5 separate regions of the Mus musculus genome follow, and all the other regions are linked to region 3. The links are chromatin contacts, called in public Hi-C, HiChIP or PLAC-seq and promoter capture Hi-C maps. All regions are on one chromosome and are shown on one strand. The core of a region is the stretch at or near the end of the contact, and the rest is flanking DNA. Distances in the headings are between cores, read along the strand shown. Region 1 overlaps Mxra7 (matrix-remodelling associated 7). Region 2 holds the start of Unk (unkempt family zinc finger). Region 3 holds the start of Exoc7 (exocyst complex component 7). Region 4 holds the start of Ube2o (ubiquitin-conjugating enzyme E2O). Region 5 holds the start of Prcd (photoreceptor disc component).

What was found. Promoter capture Hi-C pulls out the DNA fragments that hold promoters and counts their contacts. A called contact is a pair of places that touch in the nucleus more often than the background predicts. HiChIP or PLAC-seq counts read pairs in DNA pulled down with a chosen protein or histone mark.
Region 1: a contact with region 3 is called in a Hi-C map of cerebellum, with 1.6 times the contacts expected there. The contact joins the enhancer-like site here to the promoter of Exoc7 in region 3. A contact is called at or near these places in 3 of 39 promoter capture datasets (hippocampal neurons and liver), 1 of 15 datasets of contacts at CTCF or cohesin (large pre-B cells), 3 of 484 Hi-C or Micro-C datasets (the G1E-ER4 cell line, cerebellum and embryonic stem cells) and 1 of 115 datasets of contacts at active chromatin or transcription factors (differentiating embryonic stem cells).
Region 2: a promoter capture Hi-C map of neural stem cells shows a contact between it and region 3. The contact joins the promoter of Unk here to the promoter of Exoc7 in region 3. A contact is called at or near these places in 6 of 39 promoter capture datasets (the HPC-7 cell line, cranial neural crest, erythroid cells and 3 more), 6 of 484 Hi-C or Micro-C datasets (CD4 T cells, liver, myocytes and 3 more), 6 of 115 datasets of contacts at active chromatin or transcription factors (the SCID.adh cell line, embryonic stem cells, large pre-B cells and 1 more) and 2 of 9 other capture datasets (embryonic stem cells and pancreatic islet).
Region 4: a FOXA1 HiChIP or PLAC-seq map of pancreatic cancer cells shows a contact between it and region 3. The contact joins the promoter of Ube2o here to the promoter of Exoc7 in region 3. A contact is called at or near these places in 2 of 39 promoter capture datasets (HPC-7-derived erythroid cells and cranial neural crest), 1 of 15 datasets of contacts at CTCF or cohesin (embryonic stem cells), 3 of 115 datasets of contacts at active chromatin or transcription factors (embryonic stem cells, microglia and pancreatic cancer cells) and 1 of 9 other capture datasets (liver).
Region 5: an HNF4G HiChIP or PLAC-seq map of pancreatic cancer cells shows a contact between it and region 3. The contact joins the promoter of Prcd here to the promoter of Exoc7 in region 3. A contact is called at or near these places in 1 of 15 datasets of contacts at CTCF or cohesin (embryonic stem cells), 2 of 115 datasets of contacts at active chromatin or transcription factors (large pre-B cells and pancreatic cancer cells) and 1 of 9 other capture datasets (pancreatic islet).

Annotation. Positions count from the first base shown.
Region 1 is chr11:116,807,090-116,809,789 of GRCm38.p6, forward strand. All of the region lies in intron 3 of Mxra7 (matrix-remodelling associated 7), which reads right to left. Among named protein-coding and RNA genes, the nearest start is that of Mxra7, 20 kb to the right of the region's middle. Within about 2 kb of position 1,337, at least 94 of the 459 cell types and tissues checked have an H3K27ac peak or open chromatin away from gene starts, as enhancers often do. A contact at or near this core is called in the G1E-ER4 cell line and cerebellum, where this site is marked.
Region 2 is chr11:116,029,035-116,031,734 of GRCm38.p6, forward strand. Unk (unkempt family zinc finger) reads left to right here and starts at 1,282. Exons shown (of 16, transcript NM_172569.4): 1 at 1,282-1,457. The coding sequence starts at 1,354.
Region 3 is chr11:116,305,385-116,308,084 of GRCm38.p6, forward strand. It overlaps Exoc7 (exocyst complex component 7), which reads right to left and starts at 1,350. Exons shown (of 20, transcript NM_016857.4): 1 at 1,230-1,350; 2 at 1,004-1,069. The coding sequence starts at 1,289. Gm26730 (a long non-coding RNA gene) reads left to right here and starts at 1,480. Exons shown (of 3, transcript XR_389166.1): 1 at 1,480-1,797; 2 at 2,288-2,700.
Region 4 is chr11:116,580,132-116,582,831 of GRCm38.p6, forward strand. Ube2o (ubiquitin-conjugating enzyme E2O) reads right to left here and starts at 1,316. Exons shown (of 18, transcript NM_173755.3): 1 at 881-1,316. The coding sequence starts at 1,282.
Region 5 is chr11:116,655,837-116,658,536 of GRCm38.p6, forward strand. It overlaps Prcd (photoreceptor disc component), which reads left to right and starts at 1,272. Exons shown (of 5, transcript NM_001163318.1): 1 at 1,272-1,471; 2 at 1,702-1,770. The coding sequence starts at 1,401.

The DNA of each region.
Region 1 (2,700 bases), core at 87-2,586, 500 kb after region 3:
AATTCTAAAAAAACCTAACCTGGGAACGGTGAGTGAGTATCTGCTGAGGTTCTAAGCCATCTAGAAAAAAAAAAAACTTAGAAAATGCACGGCCCAGAAGTCTCCTGGAGGCTAATACTGTCATTGCTTCTGCACGCAGAAGTGGAGACTGGGCTGAGCCGGTAAGAACACTACTGGGAAGGCTTCTTAGTATTGAGAGGGTTGGACCCGAGACTCCTGTGGTGGGGGTGGGAGCACAAAACGGAGGCCCTATTAAAGCTAATGCCTGACATGAGTCATTCCGGCCTGAGAGGAAAGTGCCCCAGCCCCACATGTGTGTGTGTGTGTGTGTGTGTGTGTGTGTGTGTGAGTGTGTGTGTGTGAGTGTGTGTGTGTGAGTGTGTGTGTGTGTGTGAGTGTGTGTGAGTGTGTGTGTGTGTGTGTGTGTGTGTGTGTGTGTGTGTGTGAGTGTGTGTGTGTGTGTGTGTGTGTGTGTGTGTGTGAGTGTGGGTGACCACCCGTGAGTACCAGTGGACTTCACTTCCTTTGTCTATTACTTCTCAAATCTGGTGGTTTGGCTTCAGTGAGAACAAAAACACAGAGGGATTGTGGGAACAGGGTGTGGGGGGGGGGCACAAAGGCTGTGGGGAGCAAACATGGCTGGTAAGAAAAGCTCAAAGCCTGAGCCCATACTGCTGGCAAGCTTCCTCCTCTGAGGAGGACAGAGACAAGGCCATGCCCAGGATCTTGCTAGCCCAGGGACGCACCCCAGCCTGCATTGGCTCCTCGGGGGGGGGGGGGTGTTTTTGTTTTTTTTTTAAATCTCTCAAGCTTTTAGGATGTCAAAAGGAAGGAAAGCTTTCAGGAAGAGGCTAAGGACACCTTCATTATTCTTCAGTTCTGTAAAGAGAAACAGGGAGAGAGAGATCATGTATTTTGTTCAGTCGATTTCAGAAGCAGCACAGGACAGGAGGGTGGGCACAGGGACGAGAAGGAAGATGTTTGGAATTGCAGAGGCCATGGTAGGCTCTGCTGCTTTCTTAGACCAGCAGTTTGCTCCTCATATGTTGCAGGGACACAGCTCTGTTAGTCCCCCCCCACAGCCAAAGCCAGCTGTCCCTCTGCCACTTTCAGCTTCTGAGAAACAGAGACGATGTTCAGTGAGCTTGCTAAGCCTTGGCTGTGTGGTCACACTGATGGAATTCCTATTGCCTTAGATAATTTTTTTTTTTTTTTTTTTTTTTTTGCTTCCTGCTGCCTGGGTCTTCGTCTGCTGTGAGGGCTCTGAACCTAACCCTGCAGGTTCCCCAGAAGGGCCAAAAGCCTGGCCAACTCTCTGACTCTCTGAAGGCCCGAGGTCTGATTGTGTGCCTTTGGCGCCCTCTCCTGGAAGCTGGAGTTATTGCATGCTTTCAGCCGTTATGCAGGAAGAGCCTGAACTCTTAAGGTAAGGCTGGGGGTGGGGGTCCCCACTTTTCTAACTGCCCTAACATGTCATACAAAACCCTCTTCTTGGGTCCTGTCTATTTCCATGAGTGAAAAGATAACAGACCTACAGACAGTCAGGCACAGCAGTGAGGGGCCTGGCCCGGGCTGGCAGCACAAGCTTAGTGTACAAGCTGGGTTCCTCTCTCTCTCTGGGACCAGCAGGTGGGATATCCTGCTAAAAAGCAAAGCCAGCCAGGCTTCTTGGCCTGGGAGAGCAAAAGTCTGCCATCCAATGAGCCCAGGCACACTGAGGGAAGCTTCGGAGAGCGGCAGGGTCAGAGCCAATGTGGGGAGCAGGGGAGGAGTGTGCGTGCCCACCCAGAGGGAATTTAAAAAGGTTAGCGTGCAGAGCAGCAGAGATTTAAGCGGTTACTGCCTTCTCACTTCCCAGGCTCTGGACAGGAGTTTTGTCTGAGCAGATCCAGGGGCAGAAAGTCTCAGTTGGGATGGTAGGAGAACCCATTTGGGGCATCCAGCTTGCTCAGTGCTGCTCCCTGAGGAGTGTGATCAAGCCTGAGGAGAACAGAGCAGAGCGCTGCCGCAGAGCTGGGCCCTAGGCGCAGCTGCGGTGGCCCAGCTAATGATTCAAAGTGAGAGGGAGAGAGTGCACCATTTACCTGCTAACAAGGTGCTTGCTTGCCTGTTTATCAGCCTAGAAGCAGAAAGAGGCATTGTGCTGGTAGGGACAGGTCTGACGGGCAGCCTGCCAGCTTGAGAGAGTGGTTCATTAGTTTGATGGTAATGTAGATGAACGGTTTCATTATTATTATTATTATCAATTACATTTGTATTTGTTTTGTGTGCATGTGGAACTTGGGGGACAATCCATACCACTTGGTTCTCCCCTTTTATCGAACTAGTCTGAGGCTCAGACTCAGGGCGGCAGGCCTGAGCAGGGTTGGCAGCAGGCACCTTTGTTCTCTGAGCTAGCAAATACACTGGTGCTATTTTTCAGGGGACAGTTCTAGAGCCGTTCCCCAAATCCCGTTGGGTCCAGATCTGTCATGTAGCTATCGTTTTTCTAAAAGCCAGAGACAGAAGGGTGAAGCCAACCTGAGCAGCCTCTGCAACCCCCAGCATCAGATGTGGCACAGAGGTGTGGTCAGGGGATGCCCCTCCGGCTGGGCCTGCGTGCAGGGCTGGGAGGGAGCAAGCAGATGTCAGGTGAGATGGGCGTGGGAGAGCCACAGGAAGCATGCTGGGTTGGGGCAATGGAATGAAATGAACTCAGGC
Region 2 (2,700 bases), core at 32-2,531, 280 kb before region 3:
AGTATTACATATCTATGATGGACATTTTTATTATTTTATTATTATTCGTGGAGTGGGTTCTCTCCTACCACCTGTACATCAGTCCCAGAGATCCCACTTGGGTTTGCAGCCTAGGGAAGCAAGCACCTTTACCCCTACTCATCTCCAACCTGTTGTTGTTTGGTTGTTCTTGTTCGGGTTTTTAGACAGACTGACAGCTCTGGCTGACCTAGAACTACCAACGGATGCCACCAGGCTTTGAATTCAGAGATCCACCTTCCGTTGCTTCCTGAGTGCTGGGACCGAGATACATGCCACCGTGTTGGTTTTTGAGATAGGGTTTTAGTACATAGCCTAGCTTGGCCTGGAACTTGTGACTTTCCTCCCTCAGGATGTACCCCTATATCCAGCCTGTAGAAAGTCATTTCATAAAACCATATTCCTAAATGTGAGGCAATTGCCTTGCATTTCCCCGGAACAGAAAGGTTTTTTTCCAGAAAAGGGAACTAGAATGGACTAGAACATTTTTTTTTCCTCAGCCCCTGGCCCTTCTCATGTAGTCTATCACTATACTTCTCAACAATTTACCAAAGTGCCTAAGAGACTACTCTAGATAGAGATTAGGTTCTCCCTTGGACCTTAACCTACTGGAAACAAGGTATTTGGGCCAACCACTGAGTTCAGAAGGAGCCCAAGTGGAGGGGTTCCAGGTTTCAGGGTTGATAAATGTTAATGATGCCCAGGAACAATATGGTGTATTGTAATTTTTAAAAACAAAACAAAGCAACAACAATAAAAAGCTTCTTCAAACTGTCTGCTAGCCTGCATACTTTCTCTGGTGATTTACAGGTTACTATATTATGAAAATATTGGCTGACTAGCTTGCTGGCTCCGAGGCAATGCTCTAGACTGACTTTAGAAACGGTGCGCCAACTGTACTGGTAGGGAGGCAAGGCAATTACTGCACTGCATTTGGAACATTCTCCGTGGAGTTGTTTCAGGCCTCCCTAACTGGTTCCTTGCTCTCCGGAGGATCCAGTTTAAAGGTAGAGTTCACCTCCGACCACACTGACAATGCTCAGGTAATAGTTAAGAGTGACTAGACTACAATTACCACAAGGCATTGCGGATCCTCAGCATCCGGGACACCGTCCGCAAAGATCTCTGGGTATTGTGGTCTTGCACTTTAGCAGCGACACTGTGCCAACGGTAAAATTTCACCGGAAAGGAGGACCACAACTCCCAGCAACCTTTGCTGCTGTGCGGGGGGTCTTCACGTTCTCGTGGCGCGGCGCAGGCGCTGTGGGTCTTCGGCGCGGACCGCGCAGACTGAATAATAAAAGGGGAGCGGCGAAGAGGCAGGAAGACAGGACCATGTCGAAGGGCCCCGGGCCCGGCGGCTCGGCAGCTTCCTCGGCGCCCCCGGCCGCTACCGCTCAGGTGCTGCAGGCACAGCCCGAGAAACCGCAGCACTACACGTACGTAGAGCCCCCCCCGCCGCGCGCGCACGCCTGACGTCAGCGGCCAGCGTGAGTCACGCGCGCAGGGAGAGCGCGAGGCTGTCCCCCCCCCCCTTCCTCCGGCTCGGCCCAGACCGGTTCCAACCTGCTGGGACCGGTCCCAGCTTACTTCAACTGTCACCAACCTCTGGTCGGGCAGTGGGGCGGGAAACTCGGTCCCAGCCTCCGAGTCGGAAAGGCAGGAGCGCGGGTCCCGAATCCACACTTCTCAGGCCAGGCCTCAGAGGCCTGACGGTCTCAGACATAAAACCCGACAAGTCCACGACATGACAAGTGGAAGTCTGTACCAACCAGCACGAGACCTGTCTAGAAATGACTGTTTGCTTGAAGTCTCGGGAGGAGACTCTGTGCACCGGAGGCCTTTTGTATCTTTAAGGCCTGTTAGATTGTCCACGAGGATCACCCATGCTTGAATTCCCTTAAACAGTCAAACGTGCAGAAATGGGCTCACTCCGTGCAGGCTGTACTGTCTAGCTTGAGTCAGCGACATCCGGGGTGTTAATGGTTGCAGACCCCTTCAGCATCGGGCAGGCAAGGGAGCCTCATCGTAACTGGCCTAAATGAGATTGCCACAATGTAAAAACTGCATGTGTACAAGCTTAGGTCCCTGCCTTCCTTGCTGTCATGTCACAGTAGGCCTAGGTTCTGTGAGACAAAGGCCAATGCTGTAGTTCCTCTTGTAAAGCCCTGTTGGTTTCCGTTCCCTGCTGTGTGCCAGGAGTGTCCCTACTGGGTGCCTGAGTGATGGGCCAGTTTAGGAGATCCCAACCTGTGGAAATGTCAGAACCCGAGAGATTGAACAACACTCCAGCGTCCAGCCAGGAGCTGGCAGCATCCGAACTAAAGTCAGGCAGAAGCAGCTCTGGTTCAACACTTTTGGGAGTTGGGACAGGGGAACATTGGTTATAGAAAATGTATTGGTTTCTTCAAATGACTAGTGTTGGCTGACGTCATCCAAACTTGACTGTAACTCAGGTTAGCCTTTCAAGTATGGTGGTCATCAGTTGGTCCTTTCTTACTGGAGTTCTCTCTCACTCTGCAACCTTGCCATTGCTTTTGATAAGAAGGTCTAACATCAGAATAACATCACTTATCTGGTCACACACAAAAATTTGTAAACTTAGTGGAACTGTGAAAAACATCTACATTTGTTTATTTGTATGTGAGTCTGTGGGAACACTCACGCAGCGCCACATGCAGG
Region 3 (2,700 bases), core at 100-2,599:
TGACAGCCTCTTCTGACCTCTGCAGGCACTGCTCATTTGTGGGACACATACACACATGCAAACACTCATGCACATAAAATAAATTTGCTTATTTGCAAAAAGAGATAATCAGGCTGGAGAGCCAGCTCAGCAGTTAAGAACACTGGCTGCTCTTCGGAAGTCCTGAGTTCAATTCCCAGCACCACATAGCGGCTCAACCACAACCATCTATAATGAGATCTAGTGCCCTCTTCTGGCATATGGCCATACATACAACCAGAACACTATACATAATAAATTTTTTTTTTCAATCACCTCAGGATAGATTCCTTTCTACCCTTGAAAGTCAAATCTCAATTTCTGTTCTCTCTGAAGTTTTCCTAGACTGAACAGAAAGTAGCTTCCTCCAAAATAGTTGCAAATATATTACTGTTACCTCAAACAAACAGCCAACCTCTTTCCCTAAGGGCAAATCTCATTCAACAAGTATTTTATTACTGTGTAAATACAAATGCAAGCACTTTTAAAGCATCTTACTGTATACCAGACACTGGGAAGCATGCATAGACTTCCTCCACGGACACACTGGGAGGCTGACATTGTCTGCTTTACCAGGTAAATTAACCATAACTCAAGGCCTACCACCAGGAACCACATAGTAAGCTGTAGGACATTGGGTAGATCTAAGACGCATTAACTCTCTGAGATGGTTTTGCTTCCAAAGCCCCTGTGACTTCGCTGCCTCGCCTCGCTTGAATTTGACAATGACACGGGGCCAGTACCAGGCCATGTACAGGATATCACGAAATGTTTGCAGAAGGACAGACAGTAACAGGTATAGGGCAGCGGTTTCCTCGGTGATGGGGTGGAAACTGGGGTGCAGAGATACCCATCGCTGCAAGATATGCCCACTGTTTACTACCCACGCTGGAGTCCCTGGACAGGCGCAGGACACGTCCATCACACGCCCCTCCTCTGGGGCTCAGGAGCCTGGCGGCAGCCTCCCAGCTGAAAGGCTACTCACCATGTTCCTAGTGAGCTGGTCGCTCTTCTCCAGGCTGTCTCGGATAAACGACAGCGTCTCCTCCTCCTGCGAGGGGCAGAGAGGAGGACATCACCACAAGCCGATGGTGAAAGGCGACCACCAGCACCCAGCACCCAGCACCACGGCCTACGCCTAACCCTATCTCCCCTTCCACCCCGGTTCGATGCCCCTGAGCGCCTTTCCTTCACTTTCTCCCCAGCGTCACCTGCTTCAGTTTGTCCTCGATCTCCCGCCGCCGGGCGGAAGCCTCCTGCGGGGGAATCATAGCAGCGGACAGCGCTGTCCCCACTCCCCGCTGTTTTAGCTCCAAACCCTGCTCGGCTTCCGTCCCTGTCACGCCCACTTCCTCCCTCGGCCCCGCCCCCGGACGCTTTCGGGGGCGCCATGTTGGGAGTGGCAGGCGGAAGTGTGTTCCTGCCGGAGCTCGCGAGCGGGCTGCGGGTCGACGCCATCTTGAATGTGGCTGGAAGAGCCGCTCACCTGAGGCATACGTGGGTCTTTCCTCGTAGCCAGAGGCTGGTTTGCTCGCTCCTTTGAAAGACAGCCCCTTGCTGGGAGACTGAAGCAGGAGGCCATTCACGAGTTCGAAGCCAGTTTGGATCACATAGTAAATTCCAGGCTAGCCTAGGCTACAGAGTCAGACTTGGTCTCCAAACCAAAAATCAAGCAAACCAACATTATACCTGAATTTTTTTTAGATCGTTTTGGCTGCTCTGGAATAGGTTATGTAGACCAGGCTGACTTCTGCCTACCGTGGGCTGGATTAAAGAAAGGTGTGCTCTGCCAAACCCAGCTCACCCAAGAAAAAGCAGGGCGGTGGCGGAAGGCAGGAGGTGGAGGCTGGCACGGAGTGGTATATAGGGTTTACAGTTCTCTCCCTCCCATGTGTAGGACCCAGAGGGATTGAATTCGGGTGCCAGGTTTTGTGGCAAATGCCTTAACCTGCTGAGCTATTTCACCAGCTCATGATTTATTTGTGGATTTTAACATGGTGTATAGATAGATGTTTCGCCCATGGGTATGTATGTCTGTGCCGTCACTTGCATGCCAGGTGCCCTGGAAGACCAGAAGGTTATCTGATCCCTCTGGAGCTGACATTACAGTAGTGAGCTGTCTGTCATGTGGGTTCTGGGAACCCTAACCCTAACTCAGGCTTCCTGGAAGAGTAAGAAAGAGCTCTTAACTGCTGAGCCATCTTTCCAGTTAGCTAAACCCTAATTTAGGATAAAAGCGCTGACTGAGGAGACAAATTTGTTTTTGCAGATCATATCTTAACGGTTCAAGTCTGGAGACTGGATTCCACACAGAGTGGCTTACAATGGATACTTCAGAACTTGTGGGATCCCACGTGGGTTTAATAACAGAGACACAGAGACATCTGTATAGTATAAGGCTGTTTGCCTGTTTGCTGGGGCAGTCCCTCAGCTAACCCTCCAGACTCAACGCGACTTCCCTGCTACGAGTCCCTGGCGTTCTCTCTGCTCAACCTCCCTGTCCTGCTCAGTTCTGCTTCTGTCTCTCTCTCCTCCTGCCCCGACTCCAACAGTCAACTCTAGTCCTCAAAGGCCACACGCCTTACTCATCCAATCTGAGCCAATCAGCAACGGACAACGCCTAGTCTGAGCCAATCAGCAGCAGGACAACACCTAGTCTGAGCCAATCAGCAGCAGGACAAC
Region 4 (2,700 bases), core at 66-2,565, 270 kb after region 3:
ACTTCCAGGGACCTGATTCATGCTTAGAAATGTTTCCTGATGGGGAGGGGCAGGACAGGAGGAGCTGTGAGGTAAAGATATGTGAGAGACAGATACAAAACCACACACTCAGGAAAACAAGCCTGCAAACCAATCTTGGCTTAGGTTTATGATGTCAGTCCGCTCTTGTAGAACTGCTCCATTCACAAGCCTCTTTCCCGAACAGTGGGAGAATGTGGTATTTGCTTAAGAGCCCCAGGTTAAAACCAAAAGAACGAAAAAACAAGATGCAGCTTTTCCCATTGGTCCCTCTCTCTTCTGTCCACGATTTCATAGGCCACCCCACCCCAAGAAGTCCTAGACACCCAGTCGCAGCTGCCACCATCTCCCTCAGTACTATTAATATCATGGCCCTGGACTGGTTCATCATTTCCCTCATAAAGTTCTCCGAGGCAATTCAAAGGATGCAGAGGGGTTACAACAAAAAAGACGTGGGGCCGCTGCCCCACCATGCATTCCGTCAGCATCTGCTCAACTTCTTGGGTTTTCACCTCTATCTTTGTTTTGGAATACCCACAGCCAAGCCCTCCCCGGCACGGCCTTCCCTTCGGAAAGCACAATGCAGCACGGACCTCCTTTAGCGGTGGGGGTTGTAAGCAAAAAACGCCGCACTAGTGTAACGCCGAACGCGCCTCAGCGCCCGAGGAGGTCCCCACGGGCATCCGTGCGCGTCCATCACCCCGAGGCCAACACCACAGCCGAGCATCGCTCGCAAGGCCCCTCCCCTCGCCCGGAGCAGCCCTGCCGGCGTGCGCGCCCAGGCCGGTGTGATGACGGTGCACCGGGCGACGAGGCGGCGTTCCCCTCCCCGAGCCCTGCCGACCGCCCCGGCCCGCCTCACCTTGGTCTCCTTCACATGCTGCTTGACGCCCTCCGGGTACCACTGGACGCGCACGTAGCCGCGCCGCAGAGGGCTGGCCCGGCCCTCCTCGTGGCCCGCGCCCCCGGCCTCGGAGCAGCCCGAGCTGCCGCGGCCGTCATCGTCGCCCTCCGAGTCCGAGTCCTCGCCGTGGATGAGGCGTACCAGCCCGAAGTGCACCGAGCCGCGGTAACGGCCGGACACCAGGTCGTGGGAGAACAGCAGGCGCTGTGAGCCTGCTTCGGGGCCGGAGTCGGAGGACGGCCCTGAGGCCGAGTCCGTAGCGGGCGCGGGCGGCGGGGCGGCGGCGGCGGGGGCTGCGGCCGGGGTCGGGGCGGCGGCGGCCTGGGCCTGGGCGGGTGCGGGCGCTGCGGGATCCGCCATAACTGCTCTGCGCGAGTCTCGGGCGGCGGCAGCAGCGACAGCGGCGGCGGTAGCGGCGGCGGCAGCCTAAGGCGCGGGGAGGCGGGGCCGGCGGCGCGGGGGCGGGGCCGAGCGCGCTGACGTAGGCCTGCGTGCCGCCGTCGTTAGGGCGCCGGGATGCTGTTGCTAGGAGCCGCCGCCCGGTCGCTAGGGGACGCTGAAGATGCTTGGGGCGGGGGTGGAAGGACTGCCGCGGGGCGTGGCAGGGCTGCAGGAACGAAGATGGATTAGGGGCCTGAGGAAGGGTACTGGTCTACCGGAGTTGAGGGGCGGGGACTGCACGCAAAACTGACTGTAATTTCTTAAAAAAAAATTATGCCCGGGTCTGACGTGGTGGCCACGCCTTTAACCCCCAGCTCTCAGGAGGCAGAGGCAAGCCCATCTCTGTTTTAGGCCAGCCTGGTCTCAAAGCAAGTCCAGGTTACACAGAGAAACCCTGCCTCGAAAAAGCCAAACAAGCCAAGCAGTGGTGGCGCACGCCTTTAATCCCAGCACTGGGGAAGCAGAGGCAGATGGACTTCTGAGTTCTAGGCCAGCCTGGTCTACAGAGTGAGTCCAGGACAGCCAGGGCTACACAGAGAAACCCTGTCTCGAAAAGTAAAAACAAACAAAAGAATAAAAAAGCCAAACAAAAATTTTTTAAATGCGGTTTAGTTATGACACATGCTTTTAATCCCAGCACTTGGAAGGCAGAGGCAGGAGGATATCTGTGAATTCGAGGCCAGCCATGACTTACAAAGTGAGTCTTGCAAGGCAGTGGCACACACCTTTAATCTCAGCACTTGGGAGGCAGGCGGGTTTCTGAGTTCGAGGCCAGCCTGGTCTACAGAGTGAGTTCCAGGACAGCCAGGACTAAACAGAAAAACCCTGTCTCAAAAACAAAAACAAAAAACAAAAACAAAAACAAAACCCAAAGTGACAGGGGAGGGTATAGGGGGCTTTGGGGATAGCATTTGAAATGTAAATGAAGAAAATATCTAATAAAAAATGCCTTTAAAAAAACCAAACAAAGTGAGTTTCAGGACAGCCAGGGCTACAAAATAAAACCAAAATAAATAAATAAAATTAATTGAAATTTAAAATTTTATATATATATATATATATATATATTAGAAAACCCCTGTCTTGAAAAATCAAAAAAAGGTGGGGGGGGGAGAAAGAGAGAAAGAAAGAAAGAAAGAAAGAAAGAAAGAAAGAAAGAAAGAAAGAAAGAAAGAAAAGAAAAGAAGAAAAGAAAAGAAAAGAAAAGAAAAGAAAAGAAAAGAAAAGAAAAGAAAAGAAAAGAAAAAAGAGGCAGAGTCTTACTATGCAGCCCTGACTGGCCTGGACTCTCAGAAATCCACCTATCTATGTAAACTCACACTGTAAACCAGGCTGGT
Region 5 (2,700 bases), core at 22-2,521, 350 kb after region 3:
ATGGCCCAGGTGGGTTTAGGTCCCAGCATCACTCAGCCCTTGTCTCAGCCCTGTGTTGCTGACTCAAGCCCTACTGCCCAAGGCAGCTAGTTGCCCAGGAGGTCCAGGTGGGATGTGCAAAGAGTATTTCTATCGATTCTCAACTTCTCCTCTGACTGTTGTATCTCCATAACATAGGATTATATTGGTACAGTAGTCTAGTATATAATTGATAAGCTTATAATTTGTATCTAAATTACATAAGATTGTTATATAAGATAGAATTTATAGTTCTGTCTGTGTGCACACCTCGACTCTGCCTTTTACTGCAAAGGGAGTGTAATTAGGAAAGCTCAGAAGGTGCAGGGGAGGCCTGGTGCACGCGCACGCATGCACACACACACACACACACACACACACACACACGCACACACACACGCACACACACATGTGCACGCACACACTCTCACACACATGCACATACTCTCACACACACGCACACACGTGCTCGAGCACACACACACACACACTCACACACACACACACACACACACACACACACACACACACACGCTCTACTCTCTGGTCCTCCTGGTCCCATCATCCATCTCTTCTCCTCTCTGCCATTCTCTCCTGCCTTGGCTGCGACAGTGCAACTCCCCTGCCTCGCAGCCTCGGTCCCTGAAGACTGGCAAGCTTTCATGTCAGCAGCCCGGCAGAGTTGGCTGAGGGCCCGTCCTTCTCTGGCACCTGCACGTTCAGACACCTCCTGTGATAGCTCACTCTTTCTCTCCCGTATGGGAGACTGAACTTAGGGCCTTGGAACCCCAGGCAAGTACTCTGCTACAGAGTTATCGCCTCAGAGCTCTTTGAGACACTCTCATTAGGTTTCCCAGGCTGGCCTCAGAGCTCTCTGGAGCTCAGCCAGGCTTTGAACTTGAGGTGCTCCTCCCCTCCCCAGTGGCTTACAGGTCTTTGTCACCGGGCCAAGGCCCCAGATCCTCTTTGAAGCTATCCTTGATGCTTCTAAGTCCTCAAGTGCTCTGCAGGTACATTTAACAGTGTATGGAAGTAGCTCACTTAGCTCGATTGCACTACGTGCCTTGATGCCAAAGCCCGGATAGTAGTGAATGTTCTGGGTAGAACATTCTGGAGGGGCACTCAGGGTTACCTGGCATGCCTTGAAGGAGGCTGACTTACTCTGCCACTAGAGGGGAGATCTTGGGCCTGGTGAGTTTAATCTCTCTTCACAAGGTCAGGTCTGCCCACTCCACTAATCAGCTTGAACGTCCTAATCCCTTCCCAGGAACTTCAGGAAACACAGCGGTGGCTTGGGAGAGGTAGGCTGGCCATTGTGGCTCCCCGGCCCTGTGGCCTTCTTCAGCGGAGTTGGTCGTCGGTGGGGATGGGGCAGCTGAGCCATGTGCACCACCCTCTTCCTGTTCAGCTTGGCCATGCTGTGGCGCCGTAGATTTACCAACCGAGTGGAACCGTGAGAAACTGATGGGGCTGTGGATTGGGGTCGTGGGTGGGAGGGACCACCAGGGAGAGTTACAGACAAGCTGGTCTGGAAAGGAATTCAAAGGACACCCTGGAGGGGTCCCTCTTGGAGCTAGTGGTGTGGGTTGGAGCAGCCAGTGCTGTGCTGCTGGACTGTGGTAAAGGGGTGGGGCAGGGGCTGAGCACTGCCTACAGGTTCTCTTGCCTGCTCTTCCCTTCCAGAGAGCCCAGCAGAGTGGACGGGACAGTCGTGGGCAGCGGCTCAGACACAGACCTTCAATCTACCGGCAGGTGAAAGAGAGTCAGGAGTGGGGAAAGTAGTGCTAAGGAAACTATTGGTGTGTGCGCCTGTGTTTGTGTGCGCATGCGCGCACAGGCACTCAAATACCGAGTTCTAGCCCTAGCCCTAGCCCTCACCAGTCACTCCTTGTGTAGTGGGCAGGTTAGGTGGCAGAGGGAGTCCTTGCTCCTCTTTTCTGAACCAATGCTGTGTGGCTTTGCTTCTGTGATGTGAGTGTGGGGCAGTCCCCAGGAGGACCTTCTGTTGGAGGAGCAGGGAGCAGAGGGAGGAGGCAGGAGCCACTCTGGGTCGATTTGCTGCTCTCTTGTCCTTGGCCCTCCTCCTCCTCCTTCCTCTGCCACGGACGGGCTCTGCAGCTCCGTTGCCTGAACCTCCAGCAGGATTCGCTGTCCAGTCCCCAATAGAAGGCGCAGGAGGTGCATGACGTCATCGACACTAAGTGTCATTGGCTGGGCTGCCCCTGCGGGCAGGACGCTGTCTCCAATGGCCTGAAAGTTAACTCTTCCTTAGGTTGCAGCCATGTGGCCTTTGGGGAGGCAAAGTTGTGCATTCTTCCTGACTTTTCCTTCCCTGGTTTTCCAGAGTCTCCACGCCCGTCAAGACACTACAAAAGTGTCAATTTAGTACCTATGTGTAAGGTTATGTCCCGTGGACTCCCTAGCATGGGCAGGATCCCAAGATCAACTCTCACTTTTAGTGAAAACAAAGGGCAAAAAAGATCTCCCGGGCCTTCAGGATTTGGGGCCCACAGGAGGAGGGTGTCCTTACTAACTTGGCTCAAGTCAGTGTGGGCGGGTAAACACATACCATGCCCCCTAAAGCTGGAGTTGTGGACAACAGCTGCACAGCTGCGGAAGCACAGTGGAACTGGGAACTCGTGCTAGCTGTACTCTGGGCTGCATAGTGGTACTCCCGTCTGC